Linked DNA regions of Gossypium hirsutum: region 2 is linked to region 1. Evidence: chromatin contacts called from public Hi-C data. All regions are on one chromosome and are shown on one strand. The core of a region is the stretch at or near the end of the contact, and the rest is flanking DNA. Distances in the headings are between cores, read along the strand shown. Region 1 holds the start of LOC107962331 (coatomer subunit beta-1). Region 2 holds the start of LOC107961754.

Region 1 (7,356 bases), core at 1,496-3,995:
CTATGCCACTCTCAACTTCAGATGGAGAAAGGCAATATTCTCCGATGATCCAAAGGGCACAGGAGCAAACCCGTGCAGCTCGAATCTGATAGAATGTATCCAACAACCGTGTTATAATGGACACCCTAAGTTTAGGGTTGGTTTCAATTATTTCTCGAACAAAAACTATAACATCAATAGCTGAAGCAACATTACTGTCTCCTAAGAAATCCATCATCAGATGCACAACTGTACTTGCAACTTCTGGGAACTTGATTGCGCAGGAATGGATAGCTTGAATAAGCATTTGTCTGTATTCTCCGTTCTTCTCAAGTTCTCCACTTTGAGTTTTCATCACTTCCTTCTTCAACAAAAGAACAACTTCATTGATGTTTCGGGGAGTTACTAACTCAAGAACAATATCAAGTGTCTTCCTTTGGATGTCAAGATTTGGACTTGAAAGTGCCCTAAGAACATCCATGATCAAATCAACCATAATATCTCTATGAGAAGACTTGAGCTCATTCAGCCGATCTAGCACAATAAGCTTCACATTGTTATCGCTTTGAGAAAGAAGAAGCTGACAATAAGTGTTTGCAGCAGCTCTAATAGCAGTAGGAGCAGATGACAGAGAAACAAGGGTGCCAGCACATTCATAAATAACTGCAGTTGAGGGGGCATTTAATAAAGATATAATAATCTTAATATACTTCCCTTTCTCCCCACGATTTGTTCTGCAAACCTTACGAATCAGCTCCAACACAACCATCTGAAGCAATTCACCCCATTCGGAAACCCTGTCAACATGGGTCAAAAGGTAATTAATGGCTCGATCGTGTGCACAGTTAAATAGCATAAGAAATGCATTTCGCTTGGCAGATGGATCCTGCTCTGTCGAAAGGACCTTCTCAATCATTTCAGGTGCATCAACCAGGAGCTGCTCGCCTTGTGGAAGCTTATATATTGACATGACAGCCAATATAGCGTTCCTACGAATAAATGGATGCCGATGCTCCAGATTTTGCAAAACTGAAGGGATTAGTGGCTCAATGATCTCTGTCTCATTCAAGCGGCAGAGAAATCTCAAGGTCACACCACGAATATATTCATTAGGATGTTGAAGATTGTTCCTCAAATTTTGGCATATTAAGATCATTTCAGGTAATATCCTCCCTTTCAAATCAGTTTTCTCAATTATCTCCAAGTATAGAAGCAAAAGTTTTTGGATGGTGTGATCCTCCGAAGGCAAAACATATCTGACAATGGTAATAAAAAGCTGGGTGAGAGTTTCACTATTCAACAAAAGCATAACTGCTTTCTTCATGGCATCAATCTTTGCAGGAACATCATTGCCTTCGAGTGCTTCCTTAATTTCATTAGCAATTGCTGGTGTTCCTTTGTCAAAGTGAATAAGAAGTGTACAAGACTTCTCCATTTCTTGCTACTTTCTGAACAAAATTCAAATCATCAATATATATATATAATGCAAATGATGGTTCTCAATGCGGGGACTAGAATAAAATTATATCAGTGTAAAATATGCATCTATAACAAGAAATTTAAACATAGCTTATACAAATCATTCAGAAAGTCTTACAACAGGAACAAAACTTTTGTTGGCCAATTAAAATAGGACCAATTTAGTAAAAAGATTGCCAGTTACTTCAAATGCCATAAGTTCAGTGAAAATTTAAAAGACAAATCAGCTCCATGACCATCTTCCTAAACAATACGCTCTCACATTTACCTCCAATGTGCATATTTGAGTAATGACAACAAATCATAACTACAACAGTAGCAGAAAGATCATGCACAGAACATTGCTCCTGAACACTTCTAAACAATAAGGTCACCAACTAATGCACTGTTTCGATAAAAACTTGGCTAGAATCTTGCACGAAAAACTATACCGCATACATATATTTTTCAGACTGCTAGCAAATACTTAACGGGCTATTAAACTAGGTATCTCATAATTCACAGAAAAAAAAGGAGCTAAATTTACAACTCAGGCAAATCGGCCTTAATGCCACAATTGAATCGTGGTTATTTCAGAAAATTATTAATGTAAGATCACCGTTGATCTGTCTACTGAGAAAGAGAAGGATGAGATCTGTTAGTTTTCATATTTTTAATTCCAATATTAATGCTGAATTCATCATGTAAAATCAAAACATTACGAAAGCAACAAACAAAAATATACCAGCAGAGCGAAAGCGCAACTAAACATAGAAAGTGTAAAAAGGTAAAACCATATTTAATCCACAGAGCACAGTTCTATTCTAATTTGTAGTATTACTATAAAGGATTCGATCAAAATTTCAAATCACAATATTGAAAATCCGAAACCTAAATCGAAACATTCAAGCTTCTAATGCAAACAAACAAAAAAAAAACCAGCAACAACAGAAAAATGCCGCGAAACTATGTAGAAAATAAATCAACAGATCTCGAAAATTGGAGACATATAGAGAGCAATGAACCTCGAACGATCAGAGAAACTGACACTTATTTTACCGGATGGAAATGAGGGAAATTCGATCTTCAAAACAAGCGCATCGTTTTGCTTTCTTTCTTTCGTTCTCTTTTTCCCCTTTCTTATTGTTCTACCAGATCTAAAGATGTATTTCGAGTTTAGACGGTGAGTTTGTGGTAATTTCAATTTGGTAAAAACTTCATCTTCTCCCTCTCAATTTTGATAGTATAGAATTTGGTCTTTCTCAAAAAAGAAAAAGGTAACTTACCGAAAATAAAATTGTGTGGTCACCTTCTATTAATTTGCTTCCATTAATTTGAGGTTAAGTAATGTTATTTTACATTCATTTTATTCATCTAATTTTAGTAAGTTTATATTTTGATCGTCCATTTTTTAAAATTAATTTTATTCTTTTCAAAAAAGAAAAAAATTTAAGGGCACATTTGGTTAACTAGAATGAAATAGCTATTTTATGAAAATTGAATAAAACTGTAACGAAATTGAATAGGCATAACAGTGGTTTGATTAGATGTAATGAGATGAGTATTATAATAATATTCATGCGTTTGGTTGGGAGGAATAGACATGTAATAGTAAAAAAAAAACTTGAATGACGAATATGCCTTTTAATAAATTAAATTATGTTTTTATTTTTGTAAAAATTATTAAAAAAACCAAAAGCGTTAAATGCTGAAATGACAAATATACCCTTTAATTTTTTTAACATCTAAATCAATTATATTTTAATATACTTTATTGTATACTATTATTTTTGTATTTGTACATAACCTTATGTTTTATAAATTAAAGATCCAATTATACCACTTAAATACGTTTACCAAATATCCAACATTATATTCCATTATAGTGACATTATATTTTTGCTTAATAACATCGCTAGTATTGTTAAAGAGTGTTACTATCCAAATAAAAATATTGTTAAAGAAGAAGCACCAACATAATCTAATAATCATCTCAGCATCCATCTTAACATAACAAATCATGGTCGGTTTTCAAAAGTCCAATTATAGTAGAAAACTCATTTACACATATACAAAAAGTGACAATATTAGTATTACATACTTCCATGTCATTATATCATCCTACAATTACATACAAAAAGTTAAATTACTCCACCACCACACTTAATTACGCATACAAAAAAGTGACAACCGACAATTACATACAAAAAGTGATATTAGTTCACCACCGCACCATTTACACATACAAAAAGTGATGAAACTCTATGACATACAAAATTTTCTCAACCATGCTAATTGCATAGAAGGTGGTAGACTTAGGAAAACGAGCATTTGCGTTGGATGATCAAGAATTCTGATCAATGCATCAACTGCTTATCATCTGTTAAACCTTTTATTTCACGTAAAGACATATAGAAAGTTTGTACTTTTTTTGAATGAGCATTCTAGAGGCAATGCTCCTACTTAATTCAAGGCTGATTGTCCAAATATTAACCCCCAATAATGTGACAGCATCGATAAGTGAAGTAGAAGAAATTGGTTCACTAACTTCAGAACTCTTTTTCTTCTTCTTTGAAAATGTAGAATCAATTTTGTTTGGATAAGACGGATGCGATTGTGTAACCGAGGCATCCATCTCATCTAAGGAAACATCAACTTCGCATCCATTGTCATTGCTTCCTTCTTCATTATTCCTTTCATTAGCAACATCTTTAGCATGTAATTCTTCTAAAAGAAGTAAGTTGCTCATAATAAGGGAAACTTCGAGTTCTGAATTGCCCAACTTCTCTATGATTCTATAAAAAAAATATTTTATAAGCGTTATATACTATATGGATTTAAGTAAGTCAAAAGAAGAAAAGAAATACAATATGAATCCTATACTGCACCTTCAGCAACAATCATCTGCCTATGCTCATCCCAACCAAAGCCATTGTTGTCTTTTCCTTTGAGCATATCGTAAATGATTGCCCAATCCTTTTTCAATTTCTTAATCTTTGATTCAAGATTAGGTTTAGCCTTTAGCATTGCATGAAGTAAAATTTTTCCATCATTCTTTCCAATTCAAGTAAATAACCATCCTTGAATCTCGTATTTGTATTAAAAGTTTCAACATTGTGCAAGACCACTATACATGAAATCAAGACAACATCTTCTTTCGGAACCCATTCCCTTTTGGTTCCTCTAGAATTTTGGGAAGAAGTTGCAGTTGATTGTGAAAAGCCTAACATACTTTTAAAGAAAATTGCGCACAATCAATTAATAGATAAAAAAAACCAATTAATATAAGGATACCATAAACACAACATCAAAGATAAATAAAATAATATAAATCCTTTCAAACAACACTTTCAACCCTATTAATTTCTACATGCTTGGCATTCGTTGAAATTTGATTTGCTAGTTTCATCCTCCAATTTGCCTATGCATTAGTTGGATGAATATTGATTATTTTAGGTTTATCATCCTCTATTACATTACTATTTAAACCTTCTCTTAGCATCGCTTCAATAGGATCAAGACTCATTTAAGTTCGAATAAATTTATGAAGTAAGCAACAAGCAATAACGATTTGATTGTACACCCTCACAAGATAAAGTATACCTCATCTAAGTTTTAATAAACCAAAACATCTTTCAATAACGTTGTGCACTGATGCATGTTTCATATTGGAAATTTCTCCTGGAATACTTGGTCGGTGAGCTTGGTGTCATTCATTCAAATGATATCTTTGTCCCTTAAAAGGTGCAAGAAATCCTTCACAATTTGTGTAACCAGCATCAACTAGATAATAACAACATATATTAAGAAAATAATATTTATCAATATATTGTTTTCAATATTAGTATGATCTAAAAAAATTCAACTTTCTCCATGTCTATACTTTACCATGAGGAACTTTTAGTCCATGTCTACTAGTAATGGCTTCTCGAAGAACTCATCCATTAGCAATAAAACCTTTTTGAGTTTGATTTCTATATTTATCACTTTTTCACCTAACATATTTGTTAAACTGATGGAACCCCAATCTTGATATAAGTTCCATCTAAAGCACTTAAGTAATTCAAATAAAGTAAAAGTCAAGTTAGGATACAATATTGAAATCTAAATCAAGTGAATTGTTTCTAAATAATATATATACTAACTCTAATACCTTGAACCATTTCCACTTTGTGTCTGTAGAATTAGCTAGAACTGGCTTTTTAAATAACACATCTTATAAAGCGTATCACACCATTTAATACATTATGAAATGATCTACTAATGATTTCCCCAAACCTATTAAAATGATGCTTGATAACTCGATTTTTAAGGTGATGAGCAATAAAATGTAAGAACATTGCCACTTGCTCATCTACAAGCATGTTCCTTGATGACTTCAATCCTTCTAAAGTTCGTAAAATCTTACATAATTTAGAAAAAAAAACAAATCTATTCATCCTAACTTGTTCAATACATGTCTTGTCACCGGCATGTACAAGTCACTTCACATAATCCTTTTGAGCATAAAAATCTAAAATGTATGATCTAATCCTCGGTCTATAAGTTTGTAGGCTAGAGATGACACCCAACATAATTAAGAACCACATCACAACTGTATACATTTGCAACCATATTGTCAATGCAAGATCAATTCTTTTTCGCCTCTTACTTTGTACTATTAAAGACAAATGAGTTATTACTGCAAGATACTAAAGTGTTACGCATCTTCAAATCATATTATAAATTAATCTTTAAATCATATTAAAGAGAAAAGATGAAACAATTCTCTAACTAAGCAGATAAAGAGCAGCAAAGATGCCACTATAATCAAGCTAAAACAACCACAATGCTAAAAGCTTCCAAAGCAAACCAATAATAAAGATGAAACAAATTTAAATCGATTGTAGTAGATTTAAATAATTTGAAACAGATTTAAATCATTGTAACTGATTTAAATTGCTTGTAACTGATTTAAATCAATTGAAACATATTTAGATCGATTGTAGCATATTTGGATCGAGTGAAATAGTTGTTGATATTTTTCATGCTTCTTGCTACATTTATCTGCTTTTGTTTTTTTGTGAAGCACAATTCAATGGCTTCTTCGAGCTCCCTCGAGAGCTCAATTCCGGCTCCAGGTACACTTCAATTTCAATATTCCCCCCTTTTTAGTTATTATTGCTATTAATTTTCTTATGAACTATTCTTTTTTTGGTTGAAAAAAGATAAAGGGTAATAATGGCAAGTTTTTTTCTTTATTCCTTAGTGCGTTGAATTACAATTCAGAGATGGGAGCAATGAATGGCATTTGGTGTTTTGGGGGGGGAGGGAATAGAGAGCTAAACAGACTAGCATGTAATGAGCCAATACATGGAACCAAACATATGCATTGTAGTAGGCCTAATGAATCAGGCCTAAATTAATGGCTCATTCCATTCAACCAAACAAGTTGTAAGTTTTTAAAAGGAATTGAGTTATTCGGTTGCAAAGATGAAACCCAAGTTTTACTGGAAAACAACCCTAAAATTAATTCTAAAAAAATTATAATAAAGAAAATTAAAAAGATAACATGATTTTTCCTTATAAAATCCTCAATAATTTCCCTAGGTTTCCCTTTCACGGGGGAAAAACTAAAATTAATTCTAAGAAAAAGAAAAAAAAACAAAGGAAATTAAAATGGATAAAATCATTTTCCCTATAAAAACCTAGATAATTCCTTGTAGAACCTTAGGGTTTTTCTTTTTACTAAAAAAACTAAAATTAATTCTAGAAAAGAAATTAAAAAGAGAGAATGGTTTGTTCTTATAAAAAAAACCCCTAGTAATTCATTGTAAAACCCAAGTTTTTCCCTAAAATTTACTTTTAAAAAAAGAAAAGAAAATGATAAAATGATTGACTAAAATGAAAACTTACTAAAATTGGGTGACTAAAATGAAC
Region 2 (7,356 bases), core at 2,934-5,433, 970 kb after region 1:
GTGCTTATTTTTCATCCCCTACATAAATGCAAAAGCAAGGAAGCTTTTGCTGATATGTTAAGGGTTGGGGGTTAACACTTTAACAACGATACAGGATCTTATGTGACAGTGACAGCTACTTTCTGTTTCTACTTTGGTCTGTTTGGTACCCAGTGAGTAATGCAATGTAACAAAGGCTTTATTGGTTGGTTGGTTTCAAGCCTTCTTTCATTTTCATTGGTTTCCTTTAACTGCATTTTTCAGCTTTTGATTTGGTGGCATTGGAGACAAAGGTGGGGTTTACATCAAATAGGAATAATGGAAGGTAGCAGCAAATCTTAACGTGCATGAAATAAAACCAATGGAAGTAGGTTCCTTCCTTATCTATGAACCACACAACATTCTCTCTTAATGAAAAGAGCATGGTTGAACACAAACTTCATTACAAATGTTTATATGGCAGGCTAACTACATATTTAACAATCCAATGTTTTTCTTCTCCACTTCATGCCTCATCTCTTCTCATCTTCAAAGTTGAGGTAAATGTACATATGAATTAGGCACACTGGACATCTGTTTAATGAGTTCCAATAATAATAATAATAATAAACGAATGAAATAGTGGAGAACACTAATGTTATAAGTCAAACAAAGGAACAACATAATAAAAAAAACTATCTATGAACTTACCATCACCAACTTGTGTGATAATGCAAATATACTTAGCAACAGGTTTCCAGTTTTTTGGTTAAGATTTGTAGTGAGTGGTAAAAATATAATAATGAAATATCCCACTCTAATTAGCTCAGAACATAAAAACTCCAAAATCAGGCCAACAAAACATAGCATCTGTATGTTATAAATTACTTGAGTAGTTCTACCGCAAAATTAATGTCCTCGTATCTACAACAGAGTGCAAGTCCAAGAAATGCTTTAAAAAGCACCAAGTAGTAAACGTGCCTACTACAACTGAACAAGTGTTGGTACAGAATTTTTATTATCCAAACCGAGAAACTTTTACCTCTTTAATCATAAGCAATCCTTTTCATCTACAAATGCCCGTTTTCCTGTTCCAGATAGTCACACATTAGAATACAAATTGTAAGACTTAATCCACAGAATACTTGCAGATAAATAGCAAGAATTCTACAAACTAACCTTGCATGATGGTTTTGCAGAGACCAAATTATCCTCACTTACAGAGATACCTGACATATGTAAGCTCAATAAGAAACTCATTTAGGTTGATACAGTAATTAGCCTGAGACCAAGTACTCAACAAGCAATATAAAAGTAGCAAAATAAAACTAGAGAAAAGGTAATATTGTACATATCCGATCAACAATCAAGAAAGTAATATGACCACTACGAAAACTGTATGCCCCAAAATCTAGTCAATGACAATTTATTAGATAGCAAGTCAAACTCCACTAGAGCACAGAATTGGAGCATAGCAACTAGAATTTTCAGCCTTTGTTGAGTGGAAGTATCTCGATATAAAACACCATGGACAATTTAATGGATGCTGATTTGTTATTAATAATGGAACTCAACAAATTCTCATATTCTAAAATTACATACAGAGCAATGCTGCAGCTGTTACATAAGTAATTTTACCTTTCAACAAGCTGCAAAACAGTTTTCCTGCAAAATTTTCTTAGATTTCCTCCTTGTTGTCTGTAATTTACAAGAAAAGCCCGAGATCTGTTGAGATGGCAGAAGACAGCCAAAATAATGCTAATTGTACAACAGAGCAACTGGTTGTCAGCACTTCTTTTGCAAGCACCTTATCTCAGTTGCTCAAAAATAATTTCCTGATCCATCCTGGTTCTGTGGCAGGGGTATACACCTCCACACACTATAACACATAACTTTATCTTGCAAGGGCCAGAGCTTTATGCTACTGAGCAGCATTTGGTTAGTGTCAGTGATGGAAAAGAACTGGGACCTTCACTGATCAATATTTGTCAAGAACATTGAACCAGAATGAATACATCTAATCACAGCTTCAGGATAAACAAAATTTTGCAGGGCATTCACTATTCAAAAGAATGCATACAAATTTTCTCGAGTAGTACTGGCCAATCTTCACCCAGCTGCCGCGGATTTAGCTCCATTGCCACTTTAAAATCAAGCAAAGATATCAAGTAGCACTGCCCGGGTTCCTGCAACACTTCTATAGGCCCCGAGCTACTCTGCATATGCAAGTGATTACTTGGCCACATACCATTCATAAGCTTGCCTTGAGGCTGCGACTTGTGAGCAGAGTGCTTCTTCACTTCATCTGTAGACTTTGATCCCACCAGATCTACACATGATCTAATGAGTTTCTTTAAGTATACATCCAACATGTTATTCAGCATACTAGCACATTCGACAGAAACTCCTCCAAGGCCCTGTGCTGCTGCAATCTGCTCCATACGTTTCTTCAATGTCTCGATATCGTATAAGCCACCACTGTCATAGTAGCTAATGAAGTCACTACTGCCTGCCACTGCCAGAGCCTTGCGGGCCCCACCAACACTAGCTGAGCAAAATGGAATCCCAAGTGGTGCGAGCAGAGGACTTTTAGAAAGATTAATTTGGTTAGCTTGCTCCACCTCTTGCTCATCTTCAACAATGGCTCCTACAGCCTGATCTTTACCAGGCACCCTTGGTTTTTCTGCAGAGTGCACCAGACCTCTTACAATTTCAGGCAGCTCAGCAACTGCTTGAAGATGCTGCACTGGTCTCTTATAATCATAAGGAGTCAAATCACCATTTTCGATACCCAACTTACTGACATTTTCTTCCATCCCCATTGAATGATGTGAAACACTCTCAGCCTTCCCATTTGGCCCGAGTGGGCTGGGTCTATCCCTTGGCTTCCTATCCCGTATTCCAGACCTAGCCTTTCGTGGGGATGACACTGGAAAAACCCCATTTGACCAAATGTCTGCATTTTGATTCTGGTTGGGAACAAGGGATCCAGTCACTTCATGTGCATCTTCTCTACCAGGAGACCTCTCCACAGTTTGTATCAAAGATTTCATGGGACCTGGGGGTGGAGTCTTAGCCTGACATGCATTTTTCAAGATTGAACGTATCAACTGATTATGCAGTGACAGGTTCTGCCTCCCAATAATGCGGTAACACGACTTATCAAACTCGCATTTCCTGACCTTTTGACTTAAAAACCTACTCAAATTATAAAAGTACCTTTTTGACCTCTCAGCCCCAATCTTCTTCACTATCTGAGCTTTCAGTTCACCTAAGTCAATTCTGGAGCCCTGCTGGGATTGCATTGCTCGATAAACAGATTCCTACACCATTCACAGAACTACAAAACCACTGAAACCCGTTTCCAAACCCAATTTACAGTTTTCTCCAACACCAAACAAGTCCAAATCCACTTTGCATAGCTTACAATGCCAACCAAACTCTCAGTCTATGCATATAGAAAGTAAAGCAGTAAGCCTGAAAATCCTCGAGATAGACCAAAAAAAAAAAAAGAACCCAAGGGTTTCCAAGGTGGATAGAATTATTTCAGTTTCCAAACATGCCGAAATTGACCCAAGTTGAAACCATACAATGTAAACCCAAATCTCATTTTTGCAGAACCAAAACCCTAAGGATCAAACTCCACTTTAGTAGTTGATAGAAACCCCACTAAACAAAGCCGAAATTCCATAACGAATCAAAACCCTAGAGTTGGAATCAACGAAACTCAAAAGAAACAAGAGAGCGTCGTCTCAACCCCGCGAACCGTAAACTAAAATCACCGCAGCAATTAAAACCTACAAGATAATTTTTTTAATTATAGGCAATGAAAAAAGAGTTCGGAATTGAAAATATGAAGTTGGGAGGAATGAGATCAGTGGAGCTGGTAGGATAAGAGCAGAGCACAGTGCAGGAATTACAGAGGCAAAAAAGTAGAATGAACACCGAAAAACAAGCTCCAAAAGCAGTGAAAAAAATAGAAAGGGTTAAAAGGTTGATAGCTGACCTTGGACAACTTGCTTGAAGAATTGCATAGAAATCAAGTGCCACTGAGTTGTTGTTTAGGGGATGGATTGATGGCAGGCAGCCTCGATTTTTTTCTTCTTCTTTATTTACAATAATTTGTGTGTAATTGAGAATGAGTGCATTTCCTCCCCAAAATTTTGAGCTTGCCCCCCTTCTTGATTTGGTATTAGTATTTCAGCTCCTCTCTGTTTTGTTTTTGTGTTATTAGATCGATCGATCGCTCGCCCACTGCTGCTATTTTAGTTTCTAAAAATGGTTTAATTTTCTATCGGTCCTTGTAGTCTTTAGACTTTTGAAATTTAGTCTTTATTCTTTTAATTTTAGGATTTGAATCCCTCGGTAGATTTATAAATTAGCTTTCTGTTCGGATTAATACTCTCAAAAGGAAAGGAAAAATTATCTTATTTGCATACTTAAAATTAGTAAAGAAAAGTGATGTAATTTTTGTATAAAGTTTTAACAATTTTTATTTAACTAAACAATGGTAAGGAAAGGAAATAATATTAAATAATAATAATTTTTTTTTTGCAATTATAAGTTTGTTAAGAATAACCATGTTATAAGTGATGAGGACAAACTACACACTCTAGATTGTAAATGATTATAAAATTTTGTTTGATTTCCTTTCCCTAATATTTCCACAAGTTGAGGTAAAAATTGAAGAAAAGAAAGGGATACTCAACTTGGTTAACTTTTTATAATTTGAATTAAAAATTTTATCAATTTTCTTTCCCCTCTAATTTCAATCCAAGTTCAATTGATAACACAATAAATAGGCTCCCCTTGTGACATTTTAATATTTTAAAAACTAGAGTGTAATTTATAACTCATTCAAATTATCAATTGTCTAATTCAGACAATAAGAGAATAAATTCTTGACGTTAAAAGCAAAGGGACTAAATTTAAAAAATTATAAAGAGTTCATAGACTGAGGGCATAATTAGACGTATTAAAATCTTATTAAATGTATGTCTGTCTACTTTATCGCTCTTTCTCATCCTGTTTTCTTTTTCTTCGTAAATTTATTTTCTATTTTGCAAATATTTGTTTTGAGAATTTGGGTTAACATGCAATGTAATAATTTGTCGCATATGTGAAACTGAAAAGTAAAGAGTGGTAATTTCCTCCTGTTGTATTGGACTAGTTTAATGCTTATCCTCACTTATCAAGTTGGCCAGATAGCACAATTGGGTTTGATGAAGCAAGGGTCTATGCATCACACAATAAAAACGTTGAACATCAAGTGTTTTATGATGTTTAACTGCAAACAAAGAGCCTTGGATTAGATGATGTTATAAATTAACCTTTCTGCATTCCAAAAGAGGTAATCACAATGAACACAAATTCCGACATTTAGGAAAAAGGAAAATCATCCTAAATCTATACTACTACTATAAGCCGATTGATAACAATATTAATATTAATATCCGGGGTGATTGTTCGTCATTATAACTACTTTTTTTCTTGGACGGGAAATAGCATCCATCTTTAAACGGTGTAATGCTGCTGGATGTTATCGATATCAAGCCCCTTGAGCTTAACCACTGATTCAACATGCCCCTTCAGTGTATTCAGCTCCCTCAGCCTACACCATGAAATCCCCATTTCATTAAACATCTCATTTCACATATTTTGCAAGAAAATATTATTAGATATCCCACCTTGCAACCTCAGCCCTGCGCTTGGCCTGCTCTGCGATTTCTGAAAGTTCCCTGTAACTGCTCCTTTCATTGAAAATGCTTGTGGTTTCAGGTGGTTGAAGGCCATGCAGAGTCCTCTGCGCAGCTGCCCATTGTGCTTCCCTTTCCTCTTTTCCGTAATCTTTCTTCGTAGTGAAGGCAGTCTGCAATGGTTTTCAATGAGACCCAAACATCAATCAAATCACCAAGAAATATAGCCAAATTTGCACAGAGGAGGACTCTAATCGTACCTTGTTCTCCAAAAGGTTATCCCAAGCCTTTCCACTAAGAACATAGCGGATTGCAAATTTGATAAGATCCAGTGGGATATAAGTCACCACACTGTATAGCCAGATTACACCAGCCCATCCCCAACCCATACCTTTAATCCTTGCAAACCCCCAGTCTGCATAAACAGCTATTAAAGTGGCCACCTGCCAAAAATCAAAGTGGGTCATTTATAATCATAAAATTAGTTAATTGAATTGTTAGATTTGTAAATAAATCTGAAATAAAACTTAATAAACCAGGATCTATCATGTCAAATCATCAAGAATAAATTAAGAATAAATTGAACTTTTATCAAATCTTGAGAATTTGATCTTCCAAATTAGCACACAAGAAATTTAAAGAATATCTACTCTCTCTTTCCTAATGATGGGATATTAGAAAAGATATCTTGTCTATAATTTGGGACCATAACCCTAATATTTATAACATTGGCAAATTAGTTCTAATCAAATTCTAATTAACCCATCATTAATTAGAATTTGATTAGAACTTAATTACTAGAGTATCTAATCTTTATTTAATAATTAAAGCCCAACAAAATTGTCCATATTTTTCAACATGTATATCTTATACGATTTAGTTAAATTTTCTTACCAACTGAGCAACTAGAAAGGCACTGACTAGTAGAAGTCCAGGGCGTTCAAAGTAGGACCAGCTGCGAGACCTTGTGACAAAAATGAGGGCCTGACTCACAATACTAACTTGAAGGTATAAAGCTGCCATCATTTCTTTCTCACCATCAATATTATTATGCCTCAGTGATCTAACATTGAATGTGTTCTGAAATATAGGACACGGAAATATTGCAAATTTAAAAAAAATCTCACGAAAATATAATACATATATAGGAGACATAGCAAAAGCTGTTCTTACCGAGAAGAAATTGGTGTCTTTCATTGCCCAGAAGAATATCACAGTCATTAGTGCTAAGTAACCTCCAAGCACAATGCCGGTAGAGAAAATCTCCTTGAGTTTCCAGCTGTCTGGCTGTGGAGATGGTTTCACTCTGTCCTTTGAAATTGTCATGATTGTACCTATAAATGTGATGATGATATAAATCAGATTCAAGACCATGATGGGTTGGTCCTGGTGACTTGTACAATAAGGCATAGTGATATAACAATTTGATAAAGATCATCTCACCATCGTTCAGAATGGCGATAATTAAAACCATGAAGGGTGCAAAGTCGAACTTCCATATCAAGGCAATAAACATGAATCCAAACTGCCAAATGACAACAAAAAACTTAATCCATTTGTAAAAACATTTAGCATTACCAGTGTTCAAGTCTCAACAGGTCTTTATCTACTTACCACAATACGGATGGTGATTGAAACTGCATAGATCTACAAAGTGAAGGAATAAGAGAAGAAAGGTTAGGGAAACTTGCACTGTTGATAA

What was found. A called contact is a pair of places that touch in the nucleus more often than the background predicts.
Region 2: a contact with region 1 is called in a Hi-C map of hypocotyl, with 4 times the contacts expected there. The contact joins the promoter of LOC107961754 here to the promoter of LOC107962331 in region 1. A contact is called at or near these places in 13 of 34 Hi-C or Micro-C datasets (anther, callus, hypocotyl and 3 more).

The regions. Positions count from the first base shown.
Region 1 is chrA06:46,397,905-46,405,260 of Gossypium_hirsutum_v2.1, forward strand. LOC107962331 (coatomer subunit beta-1) reads right to left here and starts at 2,746. Exons shown (of 5, transcript XM_041115847.1): 1 at 2,497-2,746; 2 at 1-1,427. The coding sequence starts at 1,414.
Region 2 is chrA06:47,362,184-47,369,539 of Gossypium_hirsutum_v2.1, forward strand. LOC107961754 reads right to left here and starts at 4,184. Exons shown (of 6, transcript XM_041115574.1): 1 at 3,965-4,184; 2 at 2,039-3,755; 3 at 1,597-1,656; 4 at 1,138-1,187; 5 at 1,001-1,046; 6 at 306-505. The coding sequence starts at 3,263. The coding sequence ends at 1,637. LOC107961755 (plasma membrane ATPase 4) reads right to left here. Exons shown (of 17, transcript XM_016897863.2): 11 at 7,269-7,301; 12 at 7,098-7,179; 13 at 6,828-6,988; 14 at 6,549-6,734; 15 at 5,915-6,097; 16 at 5,646-5,827; 17 at 5,275-5,569. The coding sequence ends at 5,473.